Linked DNA regions of Sus scrofa: region 1 is linked to region 2. The links are chromatin contacts, called in public Hi-C maps. All regions are on one chromosome and are shown on one strand. The core of a region is the stretch at or near the end of the contact, and the rest is flanking DNA. Distances in the headings are between cores, read along the strand shown.

Region 1 (6,419 bases), core at 2,953-5,452, 220 kb before region 2:
AACGGCCCTAAAAAGAAAGAAATATATATATATATATATCCTTCTGACACCCTGGCAAAGAGGAGCAAACTGGATTCAGGGAGAGAGATTACAGTAATGATGATGACTAACACTGAAAGAGTTCTTCCTGTACATGAGGCATTGTTCCAAGCACTTAATGTGTTTAACTCACTTAATCCTCACAACTCCATGAGCTAAGTACTTTATTTCCCTTCATTTTGCAGATGAGGAAGCTGAGCACAGAGAGGTTAAGTCAGTGGCCTGAGAACACACAGCTACTGAGTGGCAGAGCCAGGGGTTAAGGATTCAAATCCAGGCAGTCTAGCTCCAGAGTCCCCCGTGCTTGACCATTACTTTGTATCCCATCCCCTCAGGCAGAAATCATGAGTGCACGGACGAGGGAGAAGCCGTAGAAATGGAGCCATGTCCCTAGACTTAAGACATATTCGGAGGGAGTTCCCGTCGTGGATCGGAGGTTAACAAACCCAACTAGCATCCATGAGGATGTGGGTTCGGTCCCTGGCCTCGCTCAGTGGGTTAAGGATCCAGCATTGCCATGAGCTGTGTGTAGGTCAGGTCATAGACGCAGCTAGGATCCCGCATTGCTGTGGCTATGGTGTAGGCTGGCAGCTGAAGCTCCAAATCGACCCCTAGCTCGGGAAACTCCATATGTCATGGGTGTGGTCCTAAAAAGACAAAAAAAAGAGACGTATATGAAGGCACACTCAACATTTGTTTTTGAATTGGGATGTGGTGGTCGAAGAAAAAGGAAGAAGCAGGAATGACTCCTGGGCTTCCTTCCAGCTTAAGAGTAGGGACCAGAACTTAGTCTCCTGATGCTTGGTCCTGTGCTTCTTCCTGCCACTGCGAGAAACATTCCAGATCTTTCACAGTCTGATTGCACCTCTCAGTCTCTTTTTCTTATCATCTTCAAAATGCAAAACAACTGGAGAGCCTGTTGTTCCCAAAGGGCCCCCGACCGCTCCCACCTCCATGTCCTGGTACAAGCTGTTCCCTCCGCTGAAATTCCCTCCTCCATTCCCCTTGGTCTGAATCTGATCCACCCTTCAGGGCCACCTCTTCCAGAAGACTTCCTGGCTCTCCACTGTGAGAAGCACTCACTCTCTCTGCTAGATGCAGGCAGTTGAGGGCTCTCTTTGGTAGCTAACAACTTCCATCTTAGAATTATTTGAGTAGGGTCTTGGTTCTAGCTCGATACATAGCATAGTAGGTGCTCAAAAATATGTTTGTTCAATGACTCATCTATCTGAGTAAGCAAGCTCTATCTTAGTTCTATTTGCCCATTCCTGGCTCCGTTTCCTGCCCACTACAACCCACAACACACTCACACACACACACACACACACACACACACACACACACACCTGGCACTCATGGTGGTGCTTTGCATGTTTCAGGGACTTGTTTAAAGATGAGGGAACAAGCATACGCTCTCATTTACCCACTTCCATCTTCTCCACCCAACCCATCCCGAGGCAGCCCCCATATCAACCGCCAGACACAGTCTCTTTGGAAGCCTATTGAAGAGCAGAAGGTCAAAAACGCCTTACTCAAGGATGGAGAGGTAGGAGAACAGAAGCAGGGAACCAGTGGGCCTTGGGGGAACTGCTCCCCCTCACCCATCCATTCAGCTCCTACAACGTGCCTGCACTGGAGGAGACAACAGCCCAGTGGGAAATGAATCAAGTATTCAAAGGCAGCGTCTGAGACCACTGCCGTGAACTCAATCCAGCTCTGATCCTTAAAGTCTTTAGGGGCAGACTGGACGACCACAAGCCACACTGATAAGGCATTCCAGCATAAAACCTTCCTGGTGGCTCATGGCATTTCATTCACTGTAGGGCTCACCTTTCCCCAAGTCTTAGGCTCAGGCTACAGCTACCTTGAATCCAGCCTCCTCAATGCCTCTGCCCTCCAGCACATGTCTGATAAATGACTCCCGCAGCCCCTGTGTCCCTTCCCCCTAGAAGCCTCCCCTGATCCTCACCCCACCCCAGGCTGAACGGGGCATTTGCTCTGAGACCCATCAAATGCTGTGTGTGCATCTCTGGAACACACCACGCACATTAAATGCCTGTTTATAACATCTGCTTCTGTCTGTCTCCACACACGCCCCCCCCCCAACCAGACTGAGTGCCCTTAGGGCAATGATGACATCTCTGTATCCCCAAGCTTGGTATGGTCTTTGGTACAAAAAAAGCATTTGTTAAACGTAAAAGATGCGCACATGAATGCGAGTGTTCAGTGAGCACTGAATTAGTCTGCGGACCTCAGCAGGAAACCAAGAGACACTCCACGAACAGATCCCAAAGAGTGGGCAAGGGGTGCCTTCTTTGCCCATCCTCCTGCTGTTCCTACTCCCAGGAACTAGCGTTTACATTTTATCAGGAACGCACCACTTCCCTTCCGTTCCTGCCTGCTGGGCAAAGGGCAGCAATGGGCAAAGGGAGCATTGTCTGGTCAGGAGTCTGGGGAGAACATTTTTCTCCTCCATAGTGGGAACTCTGTCTGTCTGTCTGTCTGTCTGCCTCCTCCTGGGGGAGAGGATAGGGTCCACAGGAAAGGAACAGAGGGCAGGCTTGGGCTGCCAAGAGCCCAGAGGGCCCAGGCGCCTTGGCAGGAAGCCAAGCACACCCGGATGTGGAGAGTCCCTGCCTTGCTACCCACGCGGACTGGATGGGTCACTTTCTCGGGAATCCTGCAAATCCCTCAAAACAGAAGTTCTGCAAAGGGGACAGAGCTCAATTTCTTGCACTATTTAGGGAGAGGCGGGGCTTCGGTTTTGGAAAAGGAACTCCCAAAGGGAGCGTGAATTAGAAAAGACCAGAAACCTCAGTGACCCGATCTCACCCACTAATGCCCATCACCGACATTTCTGGCAGCTTCCGGAGAGTCCTCGCATAGCTGCCTCTTCATTTAGCGTTCCGTGATGCAGAGGAGAGGGAGCTCAGGCTACTCGTTTCTAGTCCAAACCGTGCCACGTTCTGCTCGAGCCCCTGGGCGAGTCGCCTTACCAGTCTTTGCGCCTTTGTTTCCTCATCTGTAAAATGGGGCGAGGGTCGGAGGAGAGGGCTTGTAGAAGCCCTTTGGGCTCGGACATTGCTGGGTCCTGGATTCTCCATACTGCACGCCCCCTCCTCCACAGTGCCCCCTCCCCGCCCCGCCTCCACCCGGCCCTAACTCCACCCCCACCCAACAGCTTCTCCCCCGACGCTGGCCGCTAGGGGTCACTGCCTCCCTTTGTCAGCGACAGAGGAGGGCGGCTGGCCCTCCGGCCCTCTTCCCCGCGGAAAGGCGACCGAAGGGGCATCTCCCGAGCCATTGGGCCTGAACGCGACCCCACGGCCCTCGCTGGGGACCCGCCTCCGTCTCGGGCCGGAAGGTGTGCGCGGTGAGGCGGAGGCCGGGGCCAAGCGCGGGCCGCGCGTGGGAGCCAGGAGGGGGTTAACGCCAACCCCTCCCGCTCGGGCTGACATCACGGGGAGAGCGGCTGAGAGGCTGGAGCTCGGCGAGTGAGAGAAAGAGAGGGAGAGGAGCAAGCGAGGCTCTACTCGGCGCCCGAGCAGCTCCACATTGTTGCGGATCGCCGGGATCCGGCACAGCGAGCCGCAGCAGCGCGGCAGGGACGCGGCACCCCCGGCTTGCTCTTCTCCCGCGGAGCCGCACCGCCAGATCGCCCCCTCCGCCTGGGCCCCGAGCTCACCGCGCCACTCGACCCGCCGCCCTCGCTTGTCCCGCCGCCCTCGGAGGACGGCCGGCCATGGATGCCTGCAAGTTGGAGCCGAGCGGGAGAGTGTGAGAGCGCCGGGGGCCGGGAGCCCGCGCCGCGCAGCGGGGCAGCCGGGCGCGCCGGGGGTGGGTCCCTCTCCCCAGGCCGGCTTTGCGTGGAAGAAGAGGGCGGGGACCGGCGCGGGGAGGAGAGCAGAGGAGGAGAAGGGGGCATGACTCGTGCAACTTGCGGCGGGCATCTGCCGAGCCTCTGAGCCGGCGGCGGCCCGGGGCCCGGATTGCGGCCGCGCGGATCCCACCCAGCCCACCCCGCCCCGGCCGACGGCTGAGGCTGACCTGGATCCTCCGAGAACCCGCCGGCCGGCAGGGATCGCCTTCGTCTTCCGGGCTGCTTTCTGGAGAGCGAGGAGCGCTCTCCTCGCGGCTCCTCTCTCCGGACCCCCGGACCCCGATGGCTCGGATGGGGCTTGCGGGCGCCGCTGGACGCTGGTGGGGACTCGCTTTAGGTTTGACCGCCTTCTTCCTCCCAGGTAAGCGCGTTCCGCCTCTGCTTTCCACCCCCCCCCCCCTTCCTCCCATCCACTGCCTCCCAGGGGCTGGGAGCTGGATGGCGGGCACGTCAGGGTTGTAGGGAGTGAAAGGAGCCAGAAAAGTTGGGTCACGGCTTAGGTAAGGGGGGTGCGGGTGGCACGGCGGAGAAAGAGAGGTCGAGGAACCGAACAGCCAGCCCTGCAGGGAAGCAGTCGGATGCACGTCTCTGTATAGCAAGAAAGCACTTTCTCCGCGCAGTTTTTCACACAAAAATAATAATATGTAATAGCGTTCTATTTATTTAATAACCAGCTCTCAGCTCGGGAAGCAGTTTGGAAACACTGCATGTTACATAAATGCAAAATAATCACCGTAATCACCGTCTCGGGGTACGAGACAACAGCCCCAGGGGGAGGGCGTCAGTCTCGGCGCTGGTGGGCTCTGGGCTTGGAGGATGGCAGGGGGGCTTCGTTTCTCCAGTCCGCCCATTTGCCAGGCTGTTCCGGGCGCTTGAGCCCCCTCCCGCACCGCGTCGCCCCACCACCGGCGCGGAGAGCCGGCTCCTGCGGCAGAGGCGGCTTCTCGCTCACCTGCGGTTCCTTCCCCGGAGGGTGAGGCCCGGGCCGCGCGGGATCGCAGCCTCCCCGCCTTGCGCGGGGCTGGGCTTAGCCTCGGAACTCCAATCCCAGTTTGGTGGGCTCTCCCCGGGAGAGGCGCTGCGGGCTTCGTGCCAGCCAGGTGGCTGCATGACCCACTTTCCCGAGGGTGCCCCTCGTGTCCTTCCTCGAGATGCTGGCGGCCAAGGGGTTAACCCGACGCCCGACCCCAGGGGTGGCCCGCGGTGGCCTCGCTGACGGGTGGGGTGGGGGCGGAGGCTGGGACCGGCCCCGGGCGTATTGTGCTGGGGAATGAACTGGAAAATGCGTTTAGGAGGCAAATCCGACCGAGTCCCCTTGCCTGGATTTAACCCTTTGTGTCCCCGGGGAACCTGCCCAGCTCCCACGGTAGCTAACGACACCAGCGCAGGTCCCGGCAGGAACTGGGGGCGAGGAGGGGGCATTCCTCCAGCCTTGGTGGAAGAAACCTGAGACAACCTCCCGCCTTAGCTAGCAGGGGCCTTGGAGGGGGGCGGGGTAGGGTGGGGGCTTGCCTGGAGCACGTGGCCCTGGCCTTAGGTGGCAAAATAAGGGGTCGGAGTCCAGAGAGACCAGGTCTGCGTGGGGCAAGAATGTAGAATCTGGCGGCGCTGGCAGCCACAGGGAGGAGATGCCTGCGATGCCCAAGACTTGCAGGGCAGTTTGTTATCTGAGGGGCCCGCCTGGCTGCCGAGCTGTGGGGCCGGGGTGCACTCCTGGAAGGCAGAAACCTGGCCTCATTCACTTTTGCACCAGGTCTGCCGCCCGCTCACCGCCAGGGCGCTGCAAACGTCTCCCAGTGGCGAGTGGCTGATGGCTCGGCAAGCGGTTTGTGAAAGCCGGCACCGTAGTGCCCCCAGCCCTGCACCCTTGGGAGTGCTGCCCTGCTGGGTGTGTGGGGGGTGGGGTGGGGGTAAGTTCCAGGGCACCCAGGTGTCCCTGCTCCTTTCAAAGAGGCGTGACCAAGTCCCTCCCCAGCAGGAGGTTCTGGTGAGAGTGAGAGGTTTTTATTTCACACTGGACCTCCTGGAAGGCCAGCAGGAGATATTAGAAGCTCAGGCTCTGACACTTACTTGTCTGACCACCAGGGTTTGGGCTTCTGGAACCCCGCAATTCCATATTGCCCACACCCGGAACCCAGCAAAAGGACAGCTTCCCTGGGGCCTGGTTGGTCCGGCATACCAGGGGTTAACCTAATCCTGGGTGGACAAAGAGCGGGAAGGTTTGGGGAGGGGGAGCAGACTCACCCCCATTCCAGGCTCCTTTTGTTATTCCCTTCTCCAGCTTTGTGTGCCTTGCATGGTAGTTAATTCCTTCTTTGGAGCAGCTGAAGACCTGCCCCTATTCCATCCCACCCAGGATTGGGGGCAGGGAGGTGACACTCTCACCTGGCTCAAGCGTAGATACTACCTCCCCAAAAATCCAGATTGAGGGGATGGGACACAGAGAAGGAACCACAGCTCAGACAGGCACTTAATAAGCGCTCCTTGATTGATGGTAATT
Region 2 (7,177 bases), core at 3,424-5,923:
GGGGTGTTCCTTCCTCTGCAACTTTTTGGAATAGTTTCAGAAAGATAGGTGTTAACTCTCTTCTGAATACTTGATAGACTTCACCAGTGAGGCCATTCACTCCTGGACTTTTGTTTTCTGAAATTTTGGGGTTTTTTGTTTGTTTGTTTGCTCTGTCTTTTGTCTTTTTAGGGCCACACCTTCGGACTATGGAGGTTCCCAGGCTAGGAGTCTAATGGGAGCTGTAGCCATCGGCCTACACCAGAGCCACAGCAAAGCCAGATCCAAGCCATGTCTGCAACCTACAGAAAAAAAACAGCTCACGGCCATGGTGGATCCTTAACCCACTGAGTGAGGCCAGGGATCGAACATAAAACCTCATGGTTCCAGAGCACCACGACAGGAACTCTGTTTTCTGAAAATTTTTAAACACAGCTTCAGTTTCAGTACTTGTGATTAATCTCTTCATAAATGGTGCTGGAAAAACTGGACAGCTACATGTAAAAGAATGAAATTAGAACACTCTCTAACTCCATACACGAAAATATACTCAAAATGGATTAAACACCTAAATGTAAGACCCATACTATAAAACTCCTAGAGGGAAACCTAGGCAGAACACTCTTTGACATAAATCACAGCAATATCTTTTCGGATCCACCTCCTAGAGCCATGAAAATAAAAACAAAAGTAAATGACTGGGACCTAATTAAACTTAAAAGCTTTTGCACAGCAAAGGAAACCATAAAAACAATGAAAAGACAACCCACAGAATGGGAGAAAATATTTGCAAATGAAGCAATGAACAAGGGATTAATCTCCAAAATATAAAAAAAAACACATGCAGCTCAATATCAAAAAAACAAACAACTCTATCAAAAAATGAGCAATTCGCAGCTGTGGCTCGGATCCCGAGTTCCTGTCTGTGGCTGTGGTGTAGGCCAGCAGCTGTAGCTCCGATTTGACCCCTAGCCTGGGAATTCCCATATGTCGAGGGTGCAGCCCTAAAAAGGAAAGGGGGGGGGGCAGAAGACCTGAATAGACATTTCTCCGAAGAAGATATACAGATGGCTAAAAACACATGAAAAGATGCTCAACATTGCTAATTATTAGAGAAATGCAAATCAAAACCACTATGAGGTGCCTCCTCATGCCAGTCAGAATGGCCATCATTAATAAGTCCACAAATAACAAATGCTGGAGAGGGTGTGGAGAAAAGGGACCCCTCCTGCACTGCTGGTAGGAATGTAAATTGATACAACCACTATGGAAAATAGCATGGCAGTTCCCTAAAAAACTGAAAACAGAACTACCAGATGATCCAGCAATCCCACTCCTGGGCATATGTCCAGAAAAAAGTCATAATTTGAAAGTATATATACACCCAGTGTTCATTAAAGCACTATTTACAATAGCCAAGACATGGAATCAGCCTAAATGTCCATCAACAGACAAATGGGTAAGGAAGATGTGGTACATATATACGGCGGAATATTACTCGGCCATAAAAAGAATGACATAATGCTATTTGCAGTAATACGGATGGACTTAGAGATTATCATACTGAGTGAAATAAGTCAGACAGAGAAAGACAAACATCATATGATATCACTTATGTGTAGAATCTTTATTTTAAAAAGATGCCAATGAACTTATTTACAGAATAGAAGCAAACTCATAGATAATTTAAGAAAACAAATTTATGGTTACCAAAGAGGACAGGTGAGGGGGGCGGATGAATTGGGGGTTTGGGATTGGCACATGCACACTATTGTGTATGGGAAGGATGGTAAACAGGGACCTGCTGTGTGGCACAGGGAACTATAGGGAACTATACCCAGTATTTTGTGATAACCTATATGGGAAAAGAACCTGGAAAAGAATGGTTATGTGTATGTGTCTAACTGAATCACTCTGTTGTACAGCAGAAATTATCGCAACATTGTAAATCAGTTATACGTCAATAAAACTTTAATGGGGGGGAGGAAGCTCCTGTGTGGCGCAGCGGTAACAAGCCCGACTAGGATCCATGAGGATGTCCGTTCAATCCCTGGCCTCCCCCAGTGGGTTAAGGATCCAGCATTGCCGTGAGCTGTGGTGTAGGTCACAGACACAGCTCGGATCCCACGTTGCTGTGGCTGTGATGTAAGCCAGCAGCTACAGTTGCAATTGAACCCCTAGAGCCTGGGAACTTCCATATGCTGCAAGTGCGGCCCAAAAAAGAGGAAGGAAGGAGGGAAGAGAGAGAGGAGGCAGCACTGACCCCGGTGGGGAGACGGGGTGGTGGACTGCAAGGGCCAGAGCAGGAAGATAGGAGAGCTTCCAAGATATCTTTGCTCCTGGGCCTTGAGGAGCTAAGACTGCAAGGCTCACCCAGCCACAGGTGTAGACATTTCACCTGACATAGTCCACCAACATGGCTCTGGGCGAAAACAGCCTGCACCCTGTTCCATGGGCTCAGCAGGGGACACCCTTCCCAGCTTCATGGGCTTCTCCTGTCCACAAAAAGAGTCTTGGCATCCAGGTGGCTGCACAGTGGAGGAGGGCACACACCTTATGGGAGGCACATGGTGGCTGCATGTGGCACCAGCCAGGTGAGCCTGCCTGTGACTCACAGACACGGGGGATGGGGTGGGGCTCAGCAGTGTCTCCTGGTCCCCGTGGGCTGTGGCAGCTGGGGGAGCCCTCCCACAGCACTTGTCCTCCCAGCTGGAAAGTGCCTGGACAACCTGGGGGACAGAGAGCCAATGGAAGGAGGAGGGAGGGGACCCCTCAGCACTTTCACACACCCATTCACAGTGTCCCGCAGGTATCGACCTCCCCATTCCTCACAGATGAGGGGCCTGGGGCCCAGAGAGGCCAGTGACGTGGCCTGGGTCACCAGCTGGGACCTGAACTCAACTCCTGGGTCGAAAGTCCATGCCTCTTCTCTTGCATCACTTCTAAGTGAGCCGGGATCCTGAGCTGGGACCCAGGTACAATACCCAGCCCTGTCCTGCCCCACCCTGGGCTTCCAGCCTCAGCTCTGGAGCCAACCCTCAGTTCCAAAGCAGTAAGCGGCCTCAGGTCTGAGATGCAAGGGGTCCTGGGCTACGAGATTCCATCAGTGGATTCACCATCAGCTCCTGAGCCCTCCCTCACCCGGCACATCCTCCCACCACCCACACAGCCTCATCACTTCTCAACAGAGCCCCCAGCCCCCAGCGCCATCGGGGGTCATGCGGCCTCCAGTGGCAGGCCTCGGCTTTCAAAGAAGGTCCAAGTGACCCACTAATAAATAAACAAAGGGGGGTGGGCCCCTCGCCCTCAGGCACCAGGGGTCACCCTCCGAGTGTTTCCTTTCCCTCCCCTGGGATATATTTGGGAGCGCCAGGCCCCGACCTCTTGCAAGGCACCAGGGAGGCCCTGGGGACAGCTCCAGGCTGCCGCAAATATACGACAAATGTGAGACTGCGGGAAGGCTGTCCGTCCTGCCGGCCCCATGCCGCACAACCATGCTGAGACATGGCCACTCCCCCAGAGAGGACTCAGGCTACAAGTGCCCCGGCCCCCCACCCCTGGGCTGCCCACAGGGAGCCCCCACCCCTGTGCTGCCAACTCAGAGGACTTGGCAGACAGGCAGCCCTTCCCCGCTGACTCTTCAGGGCCTGTTCCTGGGCCAGAGGCCAGACAGGAGATGGCCTCTGGCACAAAGACCCTGAAAAACCTGGGGGAAGAAAGAACATGACAAGCAGAACAAGGAGGGGTGGAGGAGGTGTTACCATGTGGGTTGTCCACATTCCCCCTCCTCTGGTCCCCGGGGCTTGCTGCTTCCCTGCCTCCCACCCCGACCCCTCTCCAGAACAGCCACACAAGTCAGGGAGATGGAACTGCCAGCAGGTAATGTTAAACCAAGGAGAAGACACTGCCCTGGCACAGAGGAGGGCCCCCAACTCAGACACTGAATCCGGGAGGACTCCCTGAAGGAGTCGGTTTCTAAGGCCTTGGGGGAGAGATGATTTCAAGGAGAAACAGTTTGTGCAAAGGCCCTGAGGCAACAGAAAATGAGGATTGAAGAGAGTGGATAGGCTCTGGGCACAGGCAGCAGCCAAAAGAGCCCCGCTCCATACTGGTGGCCAGCCGCTCGCTCGTTCTGCTTCCTAGACATCCACAGGAATGCGCCCAGCCTCCCGCTGGCCCCATGAGCGTATTTTGGAAAAAATCTCTTGTCACAGTCCCCAGCCCAGCCCGAGGCTCCTTCAAACTCCTGCATCCTCTCTGAGGCCACTGCTGGGTGGAGCCTCAGCCCTCAGCCCTCCAGGAGTTCCTGACTCATCGAGGAAAAAGCTAAAAAGACCAAGAATCACTCCAGCTCTGGGGGGAAGGCAGCCATGACCTCAGCTCCAGGACACAGAGACAGAGGATGGGGGCAGGAAGCAAGGCAGAGACAGAAGAAGATACAGAAATAGAGACCTAGGTGGAGACTGATGGAAAGAGACATGCTGATCACAGACCGCCCAAGGAAGCAGGACAGAGATACACCAGGCAGTGACAGCTAACAGAAGCCAAAAGCAAAGGGACACTCCTAGGTACACAGGACAGGCTGCCAAGGACTATAAAATCAGCTGATCGGCTGATCCAGAGACAGCCTATGGATCTGGGAAGAAATCGGGTGGGGTGCCTTGACTGCACTTGCAAGAGAAGGCCGTGAGGGGGCGATGTTGCTCCAGCCACTGCCCACCAGCCAGCCCGGCAGCCAGCTCCCCGAAAACAAAAGCAGACTCCATCCATCAGAAGCAGCTGCTGTCTGCTCACTGGAAGGTGTAAGAAACTTGGACGGGGGAACCCAGAGCATCCACACTCTAGGCTGGAGACCCCTCCTCATCTCAGCATCTCCTCAATCCTGACCCTGCCCTCCACATTCCCCGTCACCTTCTCATTCTCCATTTCCTGACCCCTGCCTTCGAAGCACAACATGCCTGAGGACAGGGGGGATGCTGGCTAATTTCCCTGTTCTTTCTGGAAAGGACGCAAACAGATGCTTGGTCTGCTGGGTCTGAAGACTGCCCTTGGCTCCTGCCACAGGACTTGGTCCCCTCCTTTACATCTGACCTTCCAGGCTCTTGGTTTCAAAGCATCACTCACGAAGAGACAATGGTCTTGTATCCACGCTTAACACCAGACTGCAGAACAAAAATCACAAGTGCAACTTTGGGGGAGTTCCCGTTGTGGCTCAGCAGGATACCAACATGACCAGTATCCATGAGGACACGGCTTCAATCCCTGGCCTCATTCAGTGGCATACGGTGTTGCCATGAGCTGGGGGCAGATGTGGCTCAGATCCCATATTGCTGTGGCTGTGGTGTAGGCCTGATACAGCTCCAATTCGACCCCTAGCCTGGGAACCTCCATATGCTGCAGAAGCAGCCCTAAGCAAGAAAAAAACCAAAAACAAGTGCAACCTTGGGTTGTATTAACAGAACCAGTTGTCTGGTGGAGGACGGCGGACAGCAGCAATAAAGTCCAGGCCTCTGGTCACATCTTTTGAAGGGTCGTTAATAAACCTATGTAAGCCAGGAGGAAGGCCACTATAGAAACGTGCTACCCACCCAAGATCCATCAAAGAGCACCGACACCAGGTCAAACACTTTATGTAATCATCTCACCTTATCCTACAGCAACTCGCATCATCATATCCATTTTACAGACGAGAAAACTCAAAGTCCTCTTCCAATGACTATCATGCAGGTGTGGATATTTCTCAAAGCTCCGTCTCAGGCCTTTTCTCCTTTGTGCATATTTCCTAAGTGGTCACATTCCTTCCCATTACCTAGACTTAGTTCTCAAATTAAGTCTTTTGCCTAGATATGTCTCCCAAGTTCCAAACCAGTCTAGCCACCTGCCTTCTCCTGATCTCTTCCTGGATGTCTTCAGGGACCTAACATTCTATGTGCCCAGCGCTAACCCCTGATCTTCAGGTGGTGGGTGACCTGGGCACCCAGCACCCCTCAGCCAGTCTGGACCACACCCAGACCCGTCAGCTTCCAGTGGACGCTGCCCCACACTCAAATCCAGGCTCTCCGCCCTGCCCCCCTCCCTGGACCATCATCCTTCACATCCATCCTGTGACCGGTTCCAAGCTGCTCTCTGTTGCTACCCACACCCTCAACACCACAGCCAGAGCAGTCTCGTTGCTTTGCTTTGCTTTTTTTTTTTGGTCTTTTTGCCTTTTCTAGGGCCACTCCCAAGGCATATTGGAGATTCCCAGGCTAGGGGTTTAACCAGAGCTGTAGCCGTCGGCCTACACCAGAGCCACAGCAACATGGGATCCGAGCCGCGTCTGTGACCTACACCATAGCTCACGGCAACACCGGATCCTTAACCCACTGACCGAGGCCAGGGATCAAACCCGCAACCTCAAGTCTTAGTCAGATTCATTAACCACTGAGCTATGACAGGAACTCCTTTTTTTGCTTTTTTGAGCCATACCTATAGCATATGGAAGTTCCCAGGCTAGGGTTCAAATCAGAGCTACAGCTGCCTACAGCTGCCGTCCTATACCCCAGCCACAGTGATGCAGGATCTGAGCCATGTCTGCGACCTACATCACAGCTCACAGCAACACTGGATCCTTAACCCACCGAGCGAAGCCAAGGATAGAACCTGCATCTTTACGAATGCTCGTCGGGTTTGTTACCACTGAGAAACAATGGGAACTCCCAGGACAGTCTTTTGAAAACATAAACAGACTCATGTCATCCCCCCGCCTAAACCCCTCCAGGGCTTTGTATTGTTCTCAGGGCAAAGTTCAAAGTCCTCGCCACAGTCAGTGCAACCCTGATAACCAGCCGCCCTCTCCAGCCTCAGCGATGTCAGACCTGCCCATCACCACCTCTCACTCTCTCCCGCCAGGCAGGCTCCTCCCTCGGAGAAGGCCTTCTCTTCCTTCCTGTCCTGTCCTGAAGCCCCCACAGCTTGAAACACCCTCTGACCCCCTCCTTAGCCTCCGTCAGGATGGCAACATGCTCTCAACACTGACTTCGGTCTCCGTGCCCACCATGCAGAAGAGGGTGCATTCCGAGGGGAGCAGACCGCATCTGTCTTGGTCACGGCTGGACCCCGGCCTCTGTGCGCCTATACGAGGTGCAAGCTGAGTAAATGCTGGTTGAATGAATTCTGCCCTTTGCGTGCCTCCTGGGGTAGCCCAGCCCCTCCTGGG

The links. A called contact is a pair of places that touch in the nucleus more often than the background predicts.
Region 1: a Hi-C map of embryonic fibroblasts shows a contact between it and region 2, with 9 times the contacts expected there. The contact joins the promoter of NECTIN1 here to the enhancer-like site in region 2. A contact is called at or near these places in 2 of 5 promoter capture datasets (fetal liver and liver), 25 of 47 Hi-C or Micro-C datasets (adipose tissue, alveolar macrophages, brain and 15 more) and 1 of 2 datasets of contacts at active chromatin or transcription factors (skeletal muscle).

The regions. Positions count from the first base shown.
Region 1 is chr9:46,888,408-46,894,826 of Sscrofa11.1, reverse strand. NECTIN1 (poliovirus receptor-related 1 (herpesvirus entry mediator C)) reads left to right here and starts at 4,202. Exons shown (of 6, transcript NM_001001262.1): 1 at 4,202-4,280. The coding sequence starts at 4,202.
Region 2 is chr9:46,670,912-46,678,088 of Sscrofa11.1, reverse strand. It overlaps a transcript of LOC102161637 not described here. Among named protein-coding and RNA genes, the nearest start is that of THY1, 64 kb to the right of the region's middle. Within about 2 kb of position 4,673, at least 21 of the 83 cell types and tissues checked have an H3K27ac peak or open chromatin away from gene starts, as enhancers often do. A contact at or near this core is called in adipose tissue, embryonic fibroblasts, omental adipose tissue and 3 more, where this site is marked.